Regions from separate parts of the Salmo salar genome. Here region 2 is linked to region 1. The links are chromatin contacts, called in public Hi-C maps. All regions are on one chromosome and are shown on one strand. Each heading gives the region's core, a stretch centred on a gene start, on an enhancer-like site or on the middle of the called end of the contact. The rest is flanking DNA. Distances are from core to core; before and after follow the strand shown. Region 1 has its middle 170 kb from the start of LOC106580377. Region 2 holds the start of LOC106580377 (transcriptional activator MN1).

The links. A called contact is a pair of places that touch in the nucleus more often than the background predicts.
Region 2: a Hi-C map of muscle shows a contact between it and region 1, with 3 times the contacts expected there. The contact joins the promoter of LOC106580377 here to the enhancer-like site in region 1. A contact is called at or near these places in 2 of 3 Hi-C or Micro-C datasets (gill and muscle).

Annotation. Positions count from the first base shown.
Region 1 is chrssa20:26,388,659-26,393,127 of Ssal_v3.1, forward strand. No RefSeq gene overlaps it. Among protein-coding and RNA genes, the nearest start is that of LOC106580377, 170 kb to the right of the region's middle. Within about 2 kb of position 2,248, at least 1 of the 13 cell types and tissues checked has an H3K27ac peak or open chromatin away from gene starts, as enhancers often do. A contact at or near this core is called in muscle, where this site is marked.
Region 2 is chrssa20:26,555,942-26,560,410 of Ssal_v3.1, forward strand. It overlaps LOC106580377 (transcriptional activator MN1), which reads right to left and starts at 1,845. Exons shown (of 2, transcript XM_014161368.2): 1 at 1-1,845. The coding sequence starts at 757.

The sequences.
Region 1 (4,469 bases), core at 998-3,497:
TTCACGCAGATGAGCAGGGGTCCTGGGCATCTTTCTTTTGGTGTTTTTCAGAGTCAGTAGAAAGGCCTCTTTAGTGTCCTAAGTTTTCATAACTGTGACCTTAATTGCCTACCGTCTGTAAGGTGTTAGTGTCTTAACGACCGTTCCACAGGTGCATGTTCATTATTTGTTTATGGTTCATTGAACAAGCATGGGAAACAGTGTTTAAACCTTTTACAGTGAAGATCTGTGAAGTTATTTGGATTTTTACGAATTCTTTTTTAAAATATTGTTGTGAGACTGTCGTTGAGTATAGTATTAAAACATTCAGGAAGTAAGTGGCACTTCTAGAAGTCAAGTGGGCTTGACTGTAATATACAGTATACACTTGTATTGAAGAGTGAGGGAAATAATGACATGGCCTAGATCAGTGGTTCCCAACCAGGGATACTAGGACCTCTGAGGGAACTTGGCCCATCCACAGGGGGTACTTGATAAGACTCATGAGACCATAGGCCTACTAGTAAAATGCACATGGGGGGGTACTTCAGGGCAGAGCTAAATCCAGTCGGTGGTACAATAACCAAAAAAGGTTGGGAACCACTGCCCTAGATGACAAGGACGCTACAGTATTAATTCAGTGAACAGCACCTCAGTGGCCTGCTTAATCTCACTCAACCCCATGTCCCTGGTAGGATCTGATAGACATACACCAGGAGGGAATAGAAAGCCATGGTAAAACCCAAAGAAATGTCCTAGTCCCTTCCCTTCCCATATTCATTCTTTATGTTCGTCTCCTGCTCCCTCAGTAAGTCCTTCTTTCTCTCCTCCCTCTCTTCTGGGTTGTTGGTGAAAACAACACAACAACAAAAACAGTTGGGACCACAATATTCAACAGACCTGGGCAATTACACATTGTACTTGTTTTCCAACAATTTCCCTGATATTCAATCAGTATTCCTTTCATCCCGAGTGTGGTTAATTAAAGCTCCATCTCTTCTCTCCTCTCCCCAGATGTTGCAGCGCCGTTCAGCTGTTGAGAAAGAGAAGTGTTAGCCTCCCCTCCAAACCACAGGCAGAAGGGCTGCATTCCTCTCCTACAATATCCATGCACCGTGTTACCACGGCAACCCCAACCAAATACAATGGCCTGTTCAACTCTGTTTACTTTTTTCCTCCCTTTTTTGATTTCATCACTGGGCTCCCATGCACACTCTGGTTAAAATAAACAGAGATGGAGTCCACATTCAGCCAAGCCCGCGTGAGTTTATTTTGAGTCTCCGCCCGGTTCGGTCCATGACGCTGTTTCGCCATCCCTCTCACTTTTCACTGCTCGAAAGTTGGAAAGGATGGCCGTGCTGGGAGGCAGAGGAGACATAGAGCTCTGGTTTGAATTGGCTGAGCTCGTTTGAGACACGATGCTCCAAATAGTTTGGAAGCAGTGTGTTCTTTGCAGAAAGGAGCCAAATCCAGAGGAGAGGGAAGCCCTGGGGTACAAGAGTACTGGCCACGATGAGGATCATAGTGCAGAGATGATTTATCCCTCATCTGTTTACACACTGTCACTACCCAATATCATGTACAAATATAGGCTACAGACACACAAACTCACACAGACAAACACACAATTTGTCCCATTCAGGAATGACAGTAACTTGAGGTCTAAAACCTATTAATCGATTAGCCGTAATATGACACTATGTTCTCTTAATTAGGTGTCCTTCTCAGACATTCAGCAGACGTTCCAATGGTTGAGTATCCCTTTATTAGTCTGGATTCCATCTCAAGCTCCCCAATAGGCACTTAACTCCTGCCTAGTAGCGGATTCTCCCATACTTCCTCCGGGAGGCCATTCAACTGAGAATAGTTAATTTGTTTCTAATGCTTGGCTAATGGAGGATCCTAACAGGAGGATTTTTGGGGATTGACAAGTTTTTTTAAATGATTTCGGAAAACTGACATACCACAGATAAATGATGTCATTTTGGGCCAGACTCAGTAAGACTTTTCTCTCTGGGAGTTGTGGAATATGTGGTGGGGGTCAACAGAATTGAAAACCTTCCGGCTACACTCTGCCACACACACAGATATTTGGATCCACATTGTAAATATACAGGTATTTAGAGCCTAATTGTAACATTTTTGCAAAGTTATACCAAAAGGTTAGTGAGTAGAAGGTATCTCCAGTACTATCACAGCCACGCAGTGCCCAGTCCGTTACCCTGTGAGTGACAACCTGTGGTACTATCGGCTGTCACGTCTGCAGAGCGGCGGTGGCAGAGCTATAACAGCGGAGAGGGCTGAGAGGCTGGGGTCTCACCAAAGGGTATCTTTAAATAGCAGTGTGTGCCCAAAAGTGGCTCCACTAATCAATCTAATTCTGACTGCTAGCACTGGCCTCCCCTCTCAGACGTTTAAATGCATGTAGATAACCTTATCTCAACCCGCCACATCCTTCACAATTAGCGCTTTCTATCTCCACACAAACACAGACATGCATATTTCTACTTCTACAACCAATGTGTGAGTTGTTTGTGTGTGTGTGTGTGTGTGTGTGTGTGTGTGTGTGTGTGTGTGTGTGTGTGTGTGTGTGTGTGTGTGTGTGTGTGTGTGTGTGTGTGTGTGTGTGTGTGTGTGTGTGTGTGTGTGTTCACCTGTGTACGTTTGGTGTTGGACCACAACCCTCCGTAACCCTCCAGACTAAGGATGAGATCATGAGACAGGAGACCAAGAAATCACCTCCTCCTATTGGGTTTTGGTTCCTGACTTCAGAATCCTATGAAATACTACTTGCTCTCTCCTTGGTGTTCATTTCAACAACACAACACAGACAATGATCAAGACAACACCTTCCACAGCTCCATCCTAGCTGTTGCTAATGCGACAGTTGTGGAGATTTTAAATGATCTAGCCATTGGGGAAAATGCATGACGTTAGCGTGAAGAGAGGATTGTACCAGAGGAAAACCTCAGCTCCTCGGAGCATCCGCATGCAGTCTTATGCTTCACACCTGTGTTCTGGAACAGTGGGCAAAGAATGGATGAGCGATGTGACAGTGATCATCAGACCATTTTCATTGGGCAGAGGAAGGAGGGGGATGGAGGGGAGGGGCTCAATCACATCATCTTTGACAGGTTGGAGGTTTGGAGATGAAACTTTAATGAGATAGCCCTCACCATGACGACGGTGATCCCATCTGATCAGTGGGTGATTGCCATGAGGATAGTCCGTCGCTACAGATGTAGGATCTTCATTTTAATCACTCTTTTACAAACTTGAAGTGTATTTGAGTTTTAAAAAGGCCAAATTTGTCATTTCCATTTTGAAATTTCAGACTTGATTTGCAATAATGAAAAATGTATCAACCCCTACAAAAATGTCCATTAAGTATAATCCAGTCTATTTTCCTGCTGTAGCAAACTGGCTCAAATTAAGATCCTACATCTGTATGTCTAGAGGGAGGAGAGGGGAAACTACTAAACCTTACCCAAACACAGGCAGATCAAAATGATATCTTCAGGGAATGATTGTATGTGTTTGTGTGTATGAAAGAGAGAGAGAAGGAGGACGGGGAGTTCCTCTGGTATTTGAGCTGCTGCCTTGGTCTCTCCTGGGTCCCTCTGGTGTCATAGTGGCCCACTTTTAGCCATGCAGCACAGGTCTGTAAGGAGGCTTCTGTGACAGATGTGTCTCTACAAGGTCATTCAGACATCCACTCACTTTCCCTCCCCCTCCTCCCTCCTCCCACTCTGATACCCCCACTGATTTCTAATACCATTTTTGGCGCCTCTCGTAAATATTCCCATTCACAGGGACAGGGACACATAGGCTGTCTATCGATCCCTTATTTGAATCACTTGTGTGTGTGTGTGTGTGTGTGTGTGTGTGTGTGTGTGTGTGTGTGTGTGTGTGTGTGTGTGTGTGTGTGTGTGTGTGTGTGTGTGTGTGTGTGTGTGTGTGTGTGTGTGTGTGTGTGTGCTATAAACAGACATAAACACACATACACATCCACAGGGATTGGTCAGGATAATTAGGCGGGGTAATGAGATGCACTGGGTGGAGAGAGGGCCCCTACCTCTGTAATACTGATAGCCAATGCCCTTGAAGCCCATCAGGGGGACAGGGGATGCTGGTGGCAGATACAGCCTAATCAGCGCACATCACCAATAAAACAGCTAACACAACACCCAATATACCGCCCTCCAATCGCAAGTAGAAAATGTACTGATACTGTGGAAATAAAAAATACTAGCTAACGTGATCCCATTCCCTCCGCAGGGTGTCAAATTCTACCTCCCAAACCAATTATTTGCTACTGGCTCATCTGGTTCTCCAGAGTTGGTAATCTATTGGATTCATGAGAAAGTCTCTCATTATGTGATTAAGTTCAGCCAGGATTTAGAACGGACGCTATGTTAGCACCTTTATTCTCTAAATGTTAGTGATGTAGCAATACCAGAGTGCCTCTGACAGTTTTCACAGTTTCCTCT
Region 2 (4,469 bases), core at 595-3,094, 170 kb after region 1:
TGGGGAAATTATACTCTAATCCCTCCACAGCACCCTGATTGGGCATCCGTCGAGGCTCCAGACCATGGGTCTCTGAGGAGGAAGAGGAGGGCAGACCATGGAAGGATGCTGCCCGGTTAGGTGACTGGTCCAGGGGTAGACAGGGGGCAGGGACAGCATGGTTGCCGTTAGGGGGGCCGTTGTGCTGGAACTCAGACATGTTACCAGATCTCTGCTGCTGCTGCTGGGAGAAGCCGTCCCCTGCTTGGCTCTCAGCGATGGGGTCAAACCCCTCTCCAAAGCCCTGCTGAGGCCCCATGCCACTGTTGTTGTAGCCCATCAATCTGCCACCATGCAGACAGGATGATGCTGGGTCTGGCCCTCCAAAGTTCCCATTGAAATGAGGGTGGTGTTGGTGAGGGTGAGACTGGTGGCCGTGGGGATGGCCTTGATGAGGTTGCTGGTTGTTGAAAAATCCATGCATGGGTCCTTGCTGCTGCTGTTGCTGCTGGATTCCGCTGCCTGCATGCATGTCCGAGTGGCCCCGCGGGTGAAAGCCGCCGTACTGCTCCCCATTCATGTTCATATTGAGCCCGAGCATTGGAGGCTCGTTCAAAGGGCCCATGCCCGGCTCCACGGCTCCAGGCTGGCCTCCAGTATGAAAGCCGGGGCTTTTGTAATGGGAGCTCATGTTCAGTCTTGGCTGGTTTATGTTTCTCTCTGACTGGCCAGGGTTTATGCTATTAATCTGAGAACCAAACTGCTCCAGCCCAAACATACTTCCCGATATCAATCGTGCATGACAGCCAGCTCTCCTGGCATAGGCAGTCTAGCTTTAGTCTGTTTTCCGTGAATCTCCACACAAAAAAGAGGACAAAAACGAAAATAGAAGAGAATGCCTCAATAGGCCAGATATTTTGATATCTTAAAAGTTCTGATTTAAAACGTAGCCAATGGATCTTAAATCGGTTCACTCACCCAATAAGTTCTCATAGTTTTTTCCAATATCCAACTGTCCCTAAAGTGTTGTGGCGAAAATAAACCGGAGAGGACAACGAAGCAAGCAAATACAGTCTGTCCTTGCTCGTTTCCGTCTATTTCTATAGGCGTTTGGTTTATTCCTTTAATTTACAAACGATACAAAATATTTTTCGCTTGCAATGTGACTTTGATATAATATCATATTCCAAAGTTTTCTAAGCAAATTTCTTCTTTACAAACTTGACAAAAAACCCTTCTTTGATTTATGATGATAGAGATCACAAGGCTTATGAAAATTGAAATAAACACATAACTATCTTCTTCGTCCACTTCATTATTCCAGTTCGTTGTCAAATGTCCCAGGACGCACAGTTTGGAGTGTCCTTTCAAGATCCCATTCTATAGAAATCCACCGGCAACCTGCACAATTCTAATTGGTCGTTGTTTTGCAATCAAAAGAAAACATTTCCCACAGTTCTGTGCGAAATGTCTTATTACTGAACTATAAGCAATTCTACAAGTCCGGAGGGAAAATCCAGCCCAGTCATGATGGCTATCTGGAGAGTCGCTTTTGCACCACCGTGTCCCGGAGCCTCCAGCACTCACTACCCGCACTCCACCATCACAGAGCGGCTTGACAGCATAGTCCAACCGGTCCTGGTCATGTGCCCTCCAAGCGCCCAGAAGGCGCGGAACCTCTATCGGCTGTTTCCCTCACTCTCTCACTCTGTAGGCTATAACGCACTCCTTCTGCTCCCGATTCTGATGTTGTCTATTCCAGCTTGGAGCGATTCAGAGATAGATCACACTCTTGTCTGGCGCTTGGCGCTGTGTGAGATCAACGCATTCAGGGAGCCAGCAACAAGTTTTGCATTTCTGCAACCAATTCCATCCATGAGGTCCTCGCCAATCGGAGGCTGCGGAGCGCCAATGCCGAGGGAGGGACCATCTTTTAAGGTGGTCCAAGATGTGGATGAGAAACAGAACGAGAGAGTAACGTCGTGTATCTTAAAAGAGCGCCGTTCTCAAATAAAGTGTATTCTAGCCCATGTCAGGTGTGTTACTTGCTGCAGTGTATTTTAAATGTATGATCTATATAGCCTATGCAAAAACTTTCCTTTTTAAAATTTGAGATCAATCTCATTGTGTGTTTTTAGATCGCATACATTTGTGAATGAATACACTCCTATATGTTAGTATAAATTAAGCTTATGTTATTTCCTTAATTGTTGATAGAAATGGAGATGTAGGAAATTCATTAAAACTCAGTCAAAGGGAAATGGTCTCACAATAGCTTTTCTTAAACAAATGCTGGAGCACAATCACTGGCCCGGAGTTTGTATTGTCAACGCAAAACAGATTAACATTTCCATTCAGATTAACTGGACTATTACCATAAATCTGTTTACTTTATAAATGAATCATTCAAATCGCCATTTATCTTATGTTTATTGGAATGAAGGGGACAGCAGGCAAATTAAACGACCAAGTCAACCTTTCTAAAACGTAGACTCCTGTAATACTTATGTTATTATAAAAACTCTGAAAATAACAATCAAATGTAAATGCATCATGCTATTTTCAGAAGCGTGATAGGCCTATCTATAGACTAATCTTGAAACATTGCCCTCTAGGCTAATCCTGCAACATTGCCCTCTGAGGTCTTTGAAACGGACTGGCCTATTGTTGCACAAGAGGGGGTGTTCTTTGATTTAAAGCCTGCTGCTGAGAGATAAGATGTATCCGATCAAAATACAAGCGCCAGTGACAATAGTGATATATTGAGGTTTCACATCCCATCGCGACAACAGGGCTGTAGAACTATTGAAATTAATATGGCCCTATGGACGATTGGATGTTCATGTATTTTAGGTGATATGCTAGTCAATAGTTAGTGTGTGCGTGAGAGAGAGAAAGAGAGAGAGCTAGAGAGAGACATAGAAAAAGAGAGAGAGAATTGAAATTGAATTGAAATTGAATTGAAATTGAAATTGACAGAGAGCATTTGTTTGTTACCCCACGAAAAAAATCCCCCTTAAAAGACCAATGGCATTGGATCTACTGGATTGTGTTAGGAGGATACCATAATCGATAACAATATTTTGCACTCTATAATATCTCACATATACGTGTTTTCACGTTTGGGCTTTACGGATCTGCAGGCTTGAAATGGTACGGTATCAACTTTTACAAAAAGCAAAGTAACCTCTTGTGAAATATGCACAGTTCAAATAAGTAATGCACGGGAAATAGACCATGAACCACAGTGAACATGTAATGTTATTTTACTGGTTGCTAGATATATTACAGCAATTCAAATGTAATGTCCTCATCAACTTTTGTAGCCTACCCTATATATAGTTCTAATAATAATGTGTTTGAAAGAAGTCTTCAAGATGATTTACCTTTGCGTTTTTTCAAATGAACTCTAATTCAAAAGACATCCAGCTAATTGCCCAAGTTAATGTTTTTTCTAAATATCAATTTAAACAGGCGCATCTGCAATTGATTGCACAGGATGCACTTTGTCGATCATAAAAGGACTCGTCCGACAAAATGAAGACATTAATGGAAATAGTTCATGAAAAAAAACGAAACAATTCCAGATTCTGCTTTGTTTCCTGTGGTGCGCTTGGGTTCTGAACTGGCGCTCTTGGACGCGTTGAATCTAAACTGACACACCGTGGGACTGAAAGATTTCAGCAATGTTAGTGTTTTCCTTTTGCAATTTAAGAATAATTGTAGGGGATGAAATATTAATTTAGCTGACAGCCAACTCCTACTCTCCATTTGACGATGTTTTCACAAATTAATGAATAGGCTACATGAAACCAAATATGACTAAGGTAGTTTGTTGTGAAATATGCAACAATTTGAAAGACAGCTCCGTTGAGGGCTGTTTTTATTAGCCTATGTCTACCATACCCTGAGCGTTTTGTACTACTCCCCGTGATACTCCCCCCATTCCTCTAATGTTTAGTTAATATGGAGCTAGAACGCATCTGAAATAAATATATGGTGTTGCATATTTGTTTTTAATCTGAGATTATATGTTCTAGGCTACTACTGGCCTACCAATAGGCTATTGCGTATTCATTTTGCAACGCATATATCATACTCTATTCGTGTGTTTTATATATAGGGAGTGGAAAGCATAGCCTACCACATATGTAGGACTAACAGATCCATCCTTGTGACTTTCTCGAAGGGGACGGTGATTTTTTAATTTTTTTGTCTGCATAGGACTAGTTCCTCGAGAGGTGAATAAGAGCGAGTATTTCACTTCTATCAAAAAGGCACAGTGCCACCTAGCGCTAGACATCAGAACAAGGTATGGAGACAGCATCAACAGCGTATAATATACTTTAGGTATAGCCTAAGATTATGTTGCTAGTGCTAGACCTATATCAAAGAATCTTTGAAAAAAAGTTGATATCATGGTATGTACATTTTAAAGCCTGCTCTGTTTTGACTAAAGTCATAAAGTGATGTACAGTACACAGTTAAGG